Regions from separate parts of the Mus musculus genome. Here all the other regions are linked to region 1. The links are chromatin contacts, called in public Hi-C maps. All regions are on one chromosome and are shown on one strand. The core of a region is the stretch at or near the end of the contact, and the rest is flanking DNA. Distances in the headings are between cores, read along the strand shown. Region 1 has its middle 290 kb from the start of Gm30904. Region 2 has its middle 610 kb from the start of Gm30904. Region 3 has its middle 390 kb from the start of Gm30904. Region 4 has its middle 320 kb from the start of Gm30904. Region 5 has its middle 280 kb from the start of Gm30904.

Region 1 (2,674 bases), core at 87-2,586:
GTAATCAGTAGGCCCACTTTAATTTTTGAAGGAAAAACTGATAACTCAATACAATAAAGTAAGTTTGTTAAGGATGGCAGCTCTTTTAAATACTTTTCTCATTACCAGGACAAAGTAAATGATCAAAGCAACTCAAGGAAAAAAATGTTTATTTAGGCTCTGAGTTTGAGGGTATAATCCATCATGGCTGGACAGTCAAGGTAGCTGGAGCTTGAGGTGACTCGTTAGATCCATGGTGAAGAAGCAGGGAAAAATGTGGATATTCAACTCAGTTTCTGATTATGCACCTGAAAATCCAGATGCACTCGCATGTATATGCTTGACTCAGTGGATACAAAGGCTAGAGGATGTTGTCCTTGGTAAACTATGATGTCGTCTATGGTATCCTCTGAGCCACAACTCAGCAGTTCACTCAGGATGGCTGGCCACTGAGCTCAGTGTATCATCTTGTCTCTGCTCCCTCAGCCCTGGAGTTACAGACACATTCTTTCATGTCCTACTCTAATGTGGATGCTGGCCATCTGAACCCAAACCCCATGCTGTCTGGTCAGCTGAACATTGCCCTCACTCATGTTACAGATTTTCAAATAATTAATTCAGTGCTCTCTCTGCAGCAATCCTAGAACATCATAAAGTCTTTATCCTAACCAAAATGCCATCATTCGTTGAATTCAATAGATTTGATGAGAGTTAAATGACACAGTAAGAAATAATAGTGCCGTTTTCTATAATATACAAGATGTAATTTTCTATCTGACATTTATAAAAAAAAAGACAATGAGAATTACTTTTACAGTCATAAAAGACAGCATAGTGTTGAATGACTTGAGAAATATTAAAACTAAATCTTTTACACACCTAATTTTTTTTCTATCTGGAACATATATTTCTCATGAATATTTGAACAAGTATGATAAATAGACATTAGAGAAAGTAAAACTTCTATTCTTTTTTTTTTTTAAACAGGAACAGGCTTAGTCTAGCACATACACATACTGGTAAATGCAAAGTCACTAAAGAAGAATCCTGGAAAAAGTCACGTCTTATCTGATCTGAGAATGGTTCCCATAAACTTGAGTTTCCCATGTTAAGAATGCAAGCAGCTCCAAAGGCAAGGCTGCTTCCTTTTGGTATTTCATAGTTTATACCAAATAAGCTTTAAACGTGCGAATGTTTCTCTTGTAACACGGTGTGCTACTGCAGAACTTACGGGGAAGAGGAGGGGACTTAGATCAAACAGATTCCATGCACTTCTGCGCGTATTCAGCTCAACAACTCAATGACTGCTGTATACACAAAGTTAAAACGGCAGAAATAAAGGCAGCTGTGCAGCAAACAAGTGAAAAAGCTTTCTGCTGCCCTCTGCTGATATTGCAGGATCTTCATGCATTCTGCAGGTGTTTATCTTGCAATGTTGGAAGAAAGATTTCCTTTGTGCCTTTGACTACATAAGATGAAAAATATCAATAATAATCATATTTCAATATATTAAATATAAAAGATGAGGACTAGTGGTTGTTTTTAAATTTCAGAATTGCTAAGGATAGTAACTCCTTGTCTTAGTTATATTTTCTGTCACTGTAGTAAAATACCCTGAGAAAAATAACTTAAAGAAGAAAGACATGAATTGGGCTAGCACTCTGAGGACACTGTCATCAGGCAGTGTGGAATACATGTCCCAGGGCTGGGAGTTTGAGTCAGTTGGTCAGATTGCATCTGCAGAGAGGAAGGAGAGAGTAATGGTTCTTCCTGCTCAGCTAGCTTCCTCCTCTCTATGTTAAGTACTCAAATGGTACCGCACTGCTTCCCTCCTACACAGGATCTCCTGGGTTCCTGGAGGTTGGCTTCTGCGTGATTCCAGAGCCTCTCAAGATGACCATCAACCCTAACTATCACATATCTTTTTCCACATTGTATTTTAGGAAAACAGAGATAGAGGCATTACTTCTTTAGAGTTCTCATACTTGCTCCTGTCTTTCTTGGGTTAGAAAGTAGGTTAATTTTCATTTATCTCTGATTAGTCAGTGCCCCCCTTTTGCCAATATTATTTGACTGTTCTCCATCCCACAGCTACATTCTTATGAAAGATAAAATGAGACACACATTCTTTTTTTTTCTCACTTAATCTTTTTTTTAATTAGGTATTTTCCTCATTTACATTTCCAATGCTATCCCAAAAGTCCCCCATACCCACCCCCCCTACTCCCCTACCCACCCACTCCCCCTTTTTGGCCCTGGCGTTCCCCTGTACTGGGGCATATAAAGTTTGCAAGTTCAATGGGCCTCTCTTCTTAAGGAAGAGAAAAATTATGTGAGTAAGAAAAGAACTTTAGTTTGCTAGGAGTTCTTAGAATGGTGAAATGAAAACACACTCTATTGGGCTGGAGAGAAAGTATAGTGGCTAAATACGTTTTTCTCTTCCATAAGACCTAACTTTAGTTCCCAAGACTTAAGTAAGGCATCTTACAGCCACCTGTAACTCCAGCTTCAAGGGATCTAATGCCCTCTGCTGGTCTCCATGGGTACTCACACACATGCCTCTGTGCCTCTAGATCTGTCTTGGTCTCTCTCCTCTCTCGCTCGCTCTCTCTCTCTCTCTCTCTCTCTCTCTCTCTTTCCCCTCTCTCTATTTCTCTCCCTCTCCCCTTCTCTCTCTCTCTCTCTCTCTCTCTCT
Region 2 (2,674 bases), core at 75-2,574, 900 kb before region 1:
TAGAGGGTGAGGTATGCTAGCCATACTCTGTAACAGGTAGGTACTGAGGGATGCTGGGAGAACCTGGCAGCCAGGCCTATTTTCATATGTTAAATAGTCACTTGAGCCATTTGCCCAAGGGTGAGGGTTTGAGACTTACAGTCTGGGGCTCACTAGGGTAAAATGGCTGGCCAGTGGGGCTCCGGCTCATACAGTTAAATCACATTGCATTCATTTTCTCTCTGTGTGTCTCAGTAAACTTCAGATCCATATCAAAACAGCTCCTTCTGTCTTTGGAGAATCATGCATGCCAGGCTCTGGTCCCACTTTGCTCTTTTTTCCCCCTCCCCATAGGCTGCTGTGTCTCATTTTGTAAGTCTCACTACCTCTGAAATCCCTCTGTCGTACAGGATAGCCTCAAATTCCAAGATCCATCTGTCTCTGCCAACCAAATGCTAGTAACAAAATTGTGCACAACCATAGCAGGCCCTTCTTTAATTTTAAAACATCATTTAACACCTAACTCTATGACTCCTACTTTTAAAAACGGAACAATAGAATTAAGGTTCATGAGTTTATTTTTAGCAAAGAAGAGATGCACAGACAAAGGAGACAAAAACACAAATGTGGGAATGTTTCCTTCAGGGCCAGCAAGACAGTCTATTCCATGGGGAAAGGCACTTTCTGCCAAACATGAGTTCCTATGGTCAATCACAAGGACCCACATGGTAGAAGGAGAGAAAAAGATTCCTCATATTTTTGTTCTGACCACATGAGCTCTGTGGTGGTACAAGCGCATCTCTCTCTCTCTCTCTCTCACACACACACACACACACACACACACACACGCACACACACATACACTTGCATGCACATGCACACACACTTTAAAAAAAAAATTCCTGCTTGGTATTCTCACAAGTAAAATTCTGACTTTCTTTTTATCCGATGGGCATGTTTGGAGTAATTAGAACATCTGCTCCCTGAAACTTTCACTATCAACTTCATAATAAGGCAATTTTTTTCAGTCTAGTAGCTGATGGGTGAAAAGAGCAATACTTTCATAACATAACGACGAGTACACTCTCCTTTCCTAATAAAACAGAGCACAAGCCATGCTATGAAAAACAGGACATGGGAAGGACACTGGTCCTCAACCAAAAACTCTAGGAAGATGCCACAAGGTAGCCTTTCCAAATGAGAAGCTCTGGCTCTCAGATGAGGTTTTTCAGAAGAGAATTCCAGGGTCTTGACTTTTCCCTGCCTCTACAGTGTAGTTCTGTACGATGCAGTTTAATACAGCACCAACTTCCTATGAACGGATCAGAAGCAGTTTTGAAAGTCAAATGTGCCAGGGGAGTGCTTCCTGTGCAGGGTGACAGCCATTATCCGCCCTCCTGCCTCCTCTTTAAGGCTTTCAGATACAGCAGCAATTCCATAAAGTCTTTCTATTCATCTCTGGCACGTCTATCTCTTGTCTCATTATAATTTCACTTATTTCTATAAAAGAAACTTGACAGCTACAGAACATTTGAGGGAAGAGAGGAAGGCGGGTGGTATGCGGGGGAGGAAAGAAGCAGGCAGCGAGAGGGGGGGAAGCAATCTGCACGTGGCTGTAAGTCCTCAGAGAACCCCTTTGGGTGACACCTTCAGAAAGGACTGCATAACAGCCATATGGCAGCATGGTCCCTTGGCATTATTTGCAGTTGCCTAGAGGCTTCTGGGTAAATGGGATAAAGTCCCTGCCACTAGCATAACAAAGGGGAAGCTCCCCCCACCCACCCCCACCCCAGCAACAGTATACACAGCTTCCTACAGTTATCCTGAGCAGGGATTCTGGCACCTGTAACTCCATCTGTGTACATTAAAAGTTATATGTGCGTATTTGAAGCGGCAAGTTCTTGCTAAGTTGTGCATCCATTTCTTTCCTAATTCTAAAAAGAAAAATTTTAAATGAAGCAAAGGAGGCTGTCAGCTCTAAGTCTTTGCTCCCATCATACTTACATGCTAATCCCCAGCGTGATGCTTTCTGGAGATAGGCTCTTGGGAGTTAAAAAGGTCATGAAGCTAGAGTCCTCTTGAGGGGAATTGCTACCCTGGTAAAAGGCAAAATAAAAACTTTGCTATTTATGCTCAGAGCACAAAAGAAACAAGAAGCATCCAACATCCTTTAACACAGCAGCAACTCTTACTAAGAACCCAACTGCACAGGCACCCTAATGTCAGACCTGTAGTCCCAGCTATGAGAAATAATCTCTATCCCATTAATTCTCTTGGTCTATGATGCTTTGTTATAGTAACATAAACTGACTAGAGAAACTCTCTATAACTTTTACATAACTGCATCCCTCTAAATATGAATTCCTAGCATACCCACATCCTTAAGCAACACCTCATAGAAACAAGAAAAAAAATAATAAGATTTTCATGCATGCATGTGTGTTTATGTCTATATATGTTCAGAGATACACATGTGTGAACAAATTCACATACATCTGAGCATGGGCGTGTGGAGACTAGTAGACAACCTCTGTGTTATTTCTTATGTGCATCCCACTACTTTGAGACAGATTTACTTACTGACTTTGGTTGCATGGGCAGGCTTGTAAATTTAGCCATCCCTGTGTCCACCTTCCCATTGCTGGATGATAAGCCGCTATGCTAGGCTAAGCTCTCTCACACTACTGCTTAGAAT
Region 3 (2,674 bases), core at 63-2,562, 680 kb before region 1:
GGAGAGATGGCAGCTAACCAGCTCAGATTCTACCTAGGCCCAGATCTGGAGCTCTGAGTCGCCTCAATCCAACATCTATGCCATCTATGAACTGCTGGAGTGGGTGAAGGGGACAGTCCTGCACATCAAGAAATTCAGGATCTCTAGGACACAGGGCAACAACAGGATATCCAAGAGCAGTCCTAGTAAAGATCCTCAAACTAGGCCAAGACTTAATAACAGTGAACATTAGCAAGCCAAGAAGTTTGAACAGGATTTACTATGGGACACACTGTGGCATACTACAGCTTCCACAATGAGATTTTTTTCATTTAGGGTGTCTTCCATTCAGTATCCTGTCAGCCCTCCAGCTTGCCTCTCTGCTCTGGTTTCAATAAGACTAGTGATGAATGAGAGAATTTGTAGGAGGCACAGGACACCCTGTCTTTTCTCGGAACCTTAAAGAAAACATTCATACATGGACAAACAGAAAAATATACGAACTTAGTGTTCATGACAGAAATGTATTATGTAGTAACAATCTATTCATGGCTTTCTGCAATAACCTGTTAGCTCATTGCCTTTATGTACGGTAAATTCAAATAGAGATTATGCAGAAACTTACCATACAAAGATGGCAGCAAAGTTCACTGGAATTCCTCAAAGCAAAGCAGTACAAGAAGACAAGGCTTTCAATTCAATTGCATTGAAATCATTCACATTAAGCAAAATAAAATGATGATAAAATCATATTTTCTTAAAACATTTTTGGAGCAGGGAGCAAAACTCATATTAAGGAAACAACTTGCCACTTAAAGAATGTCAGCTTAAAATATTTCTCATATAGTGACTATAAAAATCTCCAGGTTTTGTAAAATGATTAACTAATATAGGGGGGAGACAGAATTATGATCTCTACTAGTTGGCAGATGATGCCCTCTTATAACTACTGTCACTCTGGCAGAAGCAATATGCTTATTTAAAAAGTATAACAGAGAATTAACCCATGTATATGTGCTCCCTTTACTTTTCTGAGTATGATAATTTTTTTTGTTCATTATAGTTGTTGGGGAAATGTTTAATGGACATCCATGTTTTGCACAGGTGGACCTGAACACCAAATATTTTTATGCTCACAAAGTTTGCAGTTTGCCAGACTGCAGCAAAACCACATTTTCATCTTAACTTTTGATGGTCTCTTTCTGTTACTGAGAATAAAGACATTCTTCTTAAGTTTTTACCAAAGCAGCTGTCTCTGATGGTACAGGGCCATCAAGAAATCTCACAAGCAAATGCCAAGAACGTCACAAGATGAGAGTCATCTTTTCCCTTAACATTTTTGGAAGACTTTCTTCATATCTATAAAATACCATCTCATAGAGAATGCAAATGCAGTGCCTCTAGAAGTGGCTTTTTACTCTCAAAATACGAAAAACAAGCAAGGGAATGTCACAATGGATTACTTTTGAAACTTGGTAATGTAATCCTATTTCACACACACACACACACACACACACACACACACATATACACACGATGAAGTTTCAGGACATAGAAATATGAAATAAATGGATAGGCATATTGCCTAGTAGGGAGAATGTTTGCCTAGTGCACAGGAAGCCACTATTTTGGTATCCAGCATTGGGTGTGGTAGATGTGCCTATAATGCCAGCACCTGGGAGGTGAAGACCGAGGGAGCAGACCTTTAAAATCAAGTTTAACTATATAGTAGACTTGAAGAAAACCTGGGATACATGGGACTCTGTCTCAAAGAAAATCAATAAAGTACAAATTAAGGTTCACTTATCAACTAAAACATATCCCATGAAAAGAGTTTCTTTTTGTAAAAATTATGTTAGACATTCAAATTTAATCTCTCTCTCTCTTTCTGTCTCTCTCTCTTTCTCTGTCTCTCTCTCTCTCTGTGTCTCTCTCTGTCTCTGTCTCTCTGTCTCTCTCTCTGTCTCTGTCTCTGTCTCTCTCTCTCTCTCTCTCAATGCTAGCAAAGATGACTATTATGCTGCTTTATAAGAAACATGATTTGGCCTCTGAAGTGTGTGACAACAGTGATTGTTGCATCGCTCCAACATGTACTGACTTGTTCAGCATAGAGTTAAAAAAAGAAACTTTTGCATACACTATGTCTTTGGCTTCAAAATCCATTTTCTAACCTTTGAAATTTCAGTAAAAATGTTCTCTCTCCTGTGTGCTGTCAGGGAAACCTCTCAGCAGTCACATTTCTAGCTTCTGGTTCTGCTTCTGTGACAGGGTCTCCTTGATTGAAGCTCTTTAACCAGATCAGAAGGCAGACCCCTGAGCCTCTGTGATCGTTTGCTTAGTGACCCCCTCAGAGAAGGGCAATGAATTGCTTGTTACTTTTCAAGTTTCTCAGAGATGGAGAGAATTTTATAAGCTCTCAGGAGATTGTTTTAAATGGGGTTGTTTTTAATTCACTGAAAATGGTCTGTGGAAGATGACTTCTACATAATTGTACCCATGGTGGCTAACTAGTATGTGTCTTTTTATGAAGTAAAGAGTTCATGTGCACACAGCTAGGAAGCACCTATGCATTATAGATGTGGTTACCAATGTTTGAAAGTGTTACCGAAAATAGGGACAAATTACATGGAAATGATGTCGTGTCAAGTGTAATCCTATCATTTATTTTAAGAAGGGTGGACCATGTTCATTATAC
Region 4 (2,674 bases), core at 132-2,631, 610 kb before region 1:
ATGGCCAGAGGCGAAAGCATTTTGTCCAGTTCTAAATGGTGTCAGTACACATCAGTAGAATAAATGTGCTTAAATAACAGACTGAATGAAGTACCTATAGTGGGCTCAATATAAAAAAAGGACCACCCCCTAAAAATGGGGAAGCAGAATCTTGTTTGCCAAGCTTGGATAATGTCACTAAAGGAAGACAGGTGTGCATGAGTTAGAAGTGAGACTCAAGGAAGAGAATAGATTTGTGGGCCAAGGACAGCATTAGAGTTTTAGGTTTCTTTCCATTCCCACCATTCCCTTTAATCATATTAACACATGTCTCATATGACACATGGTGACAGTGAAGTTATAAGAGACTGAGTCTGTGTTAGCTCAGGTACTATTACCAACCTGAGCAGCATAATCAGGATTTGGAGCCATTGTTGCTGGATTTCAAAATTCTTAACATTTTAGGAAAATGGTTAAATAAATTATGCATATTTTCTACTTAGAGAATTAGTAAAAATTCCCTATGACCTTAGGATAGGGTATATTATCAGCATTAAATATGAACATTTTGAATTATAAAAATGTATTACAATATGATGTAAATTATGCAAATTATTATCATTATGGACACCTTTTCAGTGTGATTACCATTGTGGAAAAGTAAGATTTTTCCTAACTTTCAGGTTGGTTTCAGATTGCAATGACAAGTTCAAGCTGCATTGATTGGTAAATAGAAATACTGAGGTTAGTAACATATGTTGTCAAAAAATGATGACATTTTTATTTTCACCAGAAATTTTGTGCGAAATCTGTGGTATTAATGTGCTACGTAATAGCCTGTTAGTGTTTTCATGTTTAAAGTACCTGATATCAATGTCTTCTGAGCATTCATTTGGTGGTGAACTTTGAAATAAAAATAAAATCTGAAAATAGGATCGAACACATAAAACAGAACAATGCTACTATAGCAATGGCCTCAGTATAACAGTACAGTCTGCCAAACTTATGAGACACTCTGAAATACAGAGACAACTTTGGGGAAATTGGCATTATTTGAATGAGTAAAGCTTCTGTTTACAAAAATCTTCCTATGCCGAGGCAAAGATAATGAAAATTATATAGGGCCAAAGCTCATGAATTATAGCATCATAGAACTGTGGTCGTCAAAGTTCCAGGTGCTCCCACACTCTTAAATACTGAGGCAGGTTGTAAACTTGGTCATGAGGATTATGGAGACGACACGGTGGATAGAGGTTTCGCCATGCAGGAAGACTGAGCTTCGGAACTCTAGAACCCACTTAACAGCTATGTAGTTGTGGTGGCTACCTATAATTTCACTGAAGAAGCAAAGACAGAAGATGTCTGGTTACCTAGGCAACCGGGTTCCGGATGAGATTGTGCCTGAGTATAAAGTGGAGCACGATCCAAGAAGATGCCTAGTATTAACGTCAGCCTCCACAGGTATGTGCACACGTGAGCAAATATGAGTACACACACACACACACACACATGCACATACACACATGCACACACACACATGCATATACAGAACACATGAAAAACTACATGAATGAAAAGGTCTTGTGTTAACTGTTTTTACATGACCATAGTTTTTCCAGTCCCTGTTGTCTTATAATAAAATCCCCAGACAGGAGGAAGGATGTTATAAATATTGTGGATACTTCTAACTAAGCAGTGAAAAGAAGGCAGCACTGTTAGAGGTAGAATGCTGAATACTGGCCACGCCTCCGAGACTTCATCTGCATACAGAACCCCCATCATCAGTGTTCTGAACAATCATGGATGCGCTAAGAAATTCCCACGACCTAGCCCTGTTTTCCAGAGCCCTTTGCAGTATCCTAACTTTAGCATTGGAAGCAGCTTTTCTTCTGTCTCTTCTTGCTATTGGAGGGATAGACAGGCGTGTTGGTATAGATGTCATCCCTTGCATTCTGGGGAAATAGAACAGCTAATTAATAATCCAAATTAGCATAATCCCCGGTTTCTGCTCCTAACAGTCAGCAGGGATAGGTTTTGAATTTAGAGAAGAATTCAAAGAATTTTGACACTGTACAGCAGTGACCCTACAGTCATTAATCAAGATGCTCAGGTTTTACTGACATGGGTACATGACAAAGTTATACATGGCTTACCACTGGCTGCCTAGCAATTGCAATTTTATCTGAAACTGAAAAAAATGCCTTTAATTAACCATGTTGTAGCACTGTCTGCATCTTAGCACTTGGAGTGTGTGCTGACAAGGAACTGGGCAGCTTACCAGTATAGAAAAAGTCCATAATGTAACAGATAAAAGGGTTAGGAAATAACATAATAAACTTCTGAGCCAACAAGCAGGAGGACTGAGTTATGTGAGAACTCACATGTGTAATGCAGTGCATTTGAAATCTAGTACTGGGGAGGCAGAGACACATAGATCCCTGGTACTTGGTATTCAACTCATCTAACCTACTCAGAAAGTTCCAGGCCACTGAGACCATGTTTCAAAAAAGATAATCTCAAGAATACAGAATACACCCAAATCAATCTTTGAGCCTTCATATGTGTGTACCCATCCTATGTGAACATACACATACATGCTCATAGGTACACACAGACACAAAAAGTGACAAAAAAAGACCATTGCTGTGCACTTTATATCTACTGTGAACAGACACCATGACTACCTGTGTGCTGC
Region 5 (2,674 bases), core at 45-2,544, 580 kb before region 1:
CTATAATCAATAACTTGTTTTCTTCCCCTTTTGTGGGAAGAGGTTATTTGACTGCACTTATCAGATATAAACAGTTTCTCTATATCATCTTAGGTAACTCTTGCAACAACTGTGAGTAAGATACCATTGTTTTACCAATGTAGGGAAAAACATCAATGTTGTGACTTTACTATTGCCCAAGAACACATAGCTAGCAGTGAAGCCAAAACCCAAGTCAGGCAATCTAAGCCTAGTTCCTCTGGCTTCTGATTGGCTTAATTACGGTTTCTTATATACCCCAATTGTTAAAATGCACATTCTACCTAAATAATTTTAATTCAATATAATAAAAAATTAACAAAAAGGTACGAATCATTCTACAGTATGGGTAATTATTAACTTTTTCTTTGATTCCAAGATGAAAGGCTCAGTTGAAATTTCTAATTCTATTTCTTACCTAATGGCCACCAATAAAACTCACAGTTAACACAAGATAGAACCAGTAGTTAATCCTATTCTGATGCCACTATGAAGCATTAGTTCATCCTCTCAAATTAAGTCCTGTTTAAACTTGTATAAGGCCCAGCAGGCCTTCATACAGGCAGGTATTTTTTTGCATGCTTTTAAATAAGGACAAAAAAATTCCAGTATCTTTGGTCAGCAGAGATTCTTCAAACTACCTTGAAGCAAGAGTACATGAGTCATACTCCTAGTAACTATGTAAAAAGCTGAACATCGTATAATCACACCACTGCTAAGAGACACAAGAGGATTTTTAGGACTCACAGGCACAACAGCGAACCATGTGATTCCCCACATCCCAGTGATAAACTGTTTCAATATAATCAAGCAAGCAAGCAAACAAATTAGATAGTCAACACCTGAGGAAGACAGACAGCTAGACTCAATATGCATGTATGTATGTATGCATGTGTCATCACAGACTTATAAACATATACATACAAGTTTTTGAGCCAGGAATTATAGTTGTCTCATTTTTTATAATAATGAAGGATACCTCAGACATTTGTTCAACCATCAAACATTCTTCTACATGCTAAGAATAAATTTCATCACAGATAAAAAGAATAGAAGTAGAATTCTTGAGACAACTCAAAGATATATATTTGTGACAATGAGATAGAATCTTTACTCAACGTTTGTGACACAGTTTTCAATATAATTTTCCCTGTGCCCTCTAGGATGCTCCAATGGCATGATAAACACACATTCTTTCTATCATATTTATCTCATTACACTGGCTTCATAAGAGCTGGGCCAGCTGGCATTCAACTAAAAGATACTTGGTCTCCATTTCTCACTTCTTGATTTTGAAACACTGCCAAGATTCTTTACACTCTTCAAGTTCTATTTTCATAATTTACAAGAGAGAGAGGAATAGTTGCTAGCTTATATTGCTTAAATATTCAAAGAGCCTGGTAGCTAAAATGTTTGCTTTAGTGAATTACTGTAGCTTCTGAGTGAAAATCATTATTCTTATGAGTAGCCCCAGTACCTCTTATAATATTATGCATTGAAAGACTCAAAATTAATATAGGGAAATATAATCTTTCAGCTAAAAACAAGAAAACAGGGGCTGCAGACATGACTTTGTCAGTACAGTGATTGTTGCACAAGTGTGGGGACCAGAGTTGAAGCCCTTGTGCCTTATAAAGACCAGGCATGTGTTAGACATCTTCAATTCCAGTACTAGGAGAGCTGAGACAGAGGCATCCCAGGGACCCAGTGACTGCCAGCCAGCCAAGTCAAACCAGCAAGCTCCAAATGTACTGAGAGATCCTGTCTCTAAAAATAAAGTATGGGAAATCAATTGAGGAAGACCATGTCAGCCTCAGGCTTCAATAGACATCTACATAAATGCACCCATATACATGTGCACAGACACACACACACACACACACACACACACACACACACACACACACAGGTTTACATACATGCAAAATTACAATAAACTCTAAGATTAGAACCAGGATTTTGTACTAACTTGAAGTTTCCTCACTTTTGGAAAGCACCAACAAAACTAATCATGATACTTGACTTAGTGCTTCATTGTTTAAAATTAAGGCACAAAGTAAATATATAAGGTGGTGGCAACTTAAACAGTCTATGTTTCCTTCTACCTATAAGAAGTTTCAAATAAGTGTCTCCCTTAGCCAAAAAATTAACCAATAGTAGAGTCTTTGAATTCAATCATTTCCATTTGTTCAGAAGATGTTTATCAAAGGTTTCACAGAATAGTTTTGTTAGTTTCTACCCCTCTTCTTCCTAAATCAATAACTAAGAATATACCTAGTTAACTCAGTGTTTTGTGCTGCTAATTAAGATACACACAGGGACTGCATTCCGACTAAAACTATTATGTCGCTCCAGTACTAAAATTACATTTCATCAGTCAACTACAATTGAAAATCAAGTCACAAATGACTCAATAATTAAACACCACTAAATGACTTTAATGTTAGTGCTACACGCAGCATTCATTTTGATAAATCATAAATATTTAATTTTATTAAATTATCTAGGCCCTTACTTTAACTCAAATCTGCAGGCACGTGCTGATTGAGCTTGAGCTCTTTGAACAGTTCTCAACCTGTGGGTCATGACCCCTCTAGGGTCACATATCAGGTATCTTAGACATGAGTATTTACTTTATGATTCATAACAGAAGCAA

What was found. A called contact is a pair of places that touch in the nucleus more often than the background predicts.
Region 2: a Hi-C map of forebrain shows a contact between it and region 1, with 5 times the contacts expected there. The contact joins two enhancer-like sites. A contact is called at or near these places in 3 of 484 Hi-C or Micro-C datasets (cerebral cortex, cortical neurons and forebrain) and 1 of 115 datasets of contacts at active chromatin or transcription factors (neural progenitor cells).
Region 3: a Hi-C map of cortical neurons shows a contact between it and region 1, with 4 times the contacts expected there. The contact joins two enhancer-like sites. A contact is called at or near these places in 3 of 484 Hi-C or Micro-C datasets (cerebral cortex and cortical neurons).
Region 4: a contact with region 1 is called in a Hi-C map of cortical neurons, with 3 times the contacts expected there. The contact joins two enhancer-like sites. A contact is called at or near these places in 4 of 484 Hi-C or Micro-C datasets (cerebral cortex, cortical neurons and forebrain) and 1 of 115 datasets of contacts at active chromatin or transcription factors (neural progenitor cells).
Region 5: a contact with region 1 is called in a Hi-C map of cortical neurons, with 3 times the contacts expected there. The contact joins two enhancer-like sites. A contact is called at or near these places in 3 of 484 Hi-C or Micro-C datasets (cortical neurons and embryonic stem cells).

The regions. Positions count from the first base shown.
Region 1 is chr2:8,636,980-8,639,653 of GRCm38.p6, forward strand. No RefSeq gene overlaps it. Among named protein-coding and RNA genes, the nearest start is that of Gm30904, 290 kb to the left of the region's middle. Within about 2 kb of position 1,337, at least 5 of the 459 cell types and tissues checked have an H3K27ac peak or open chromatin away from gene starts, as enhancers often do. A contact at or near this core is called in cortical neurons and forebrain, where this site is marked.
Region 2 is chr2:7,732,962-7,735,635 of GRCm38.p6, forward strand. No RefSeq gene overlaps it. Among named protein-coding and RNA genes, the nearest start is that of Gm30904, 610 kb to the right of the region's middle. Within about 2 kb of position 1,325, at least 21 of the 459 cell types and tissues checked have an H3K27ac peak or open chromatin away from gene starts, as enhancers often do. A contact at or near this core is called in cortical neurons and forebrain, where this site is marked.
Region 3 is chr2:7,953,144-7,955,817 of GRCm38.p6, forward strand. No RefSeq gene overlaps it. Among named protein-coding and RNA genes, the nearest start is that of Gm30904, 390 kb to the right of the region's middle. Within about 2 kb of position 1,313, at least 4 of the 459 cell types and tissues checked have an H3K27ac peak or open chromatin away from gene starts, as enhancers often do. A contact at or near this core is called in cortical neurons, where this site is marked.
Region 4 is chr2:8,025,515-8,028,188 of GRCm38.p6, forward strand. No RefSeq gene overlaps it. Among named protein-coding and RNA genes, the nearest start is that of Gm30904, 320 kb to the right of the region's middle. Within about 2 kb of position 1,382, at least 6 of the 459 cell types and tissues checked have an H3K27ac peak or open chromatin away from gene starts, as enhancers often do. A contact at or near this core is called in cortical neurons and forebrain, where this site is marked.
Region 5 is chr2:8,060,592-8,063,265 of GRCm38.p6, forward strand. No RefSeq gene overlaps it. Among named protein-coding and RNA genes, the nearest start is that of Gm30904, 280 kb to the right of the region's middle. Within about 2 kb of position 1,295, at least 2 of the 459 cell types and tissues checked have an H3K27ac peak or open chromatin away from gene starts, as enhancers often do. A contact at or near this core is called in cortical neurons, where this site is marked.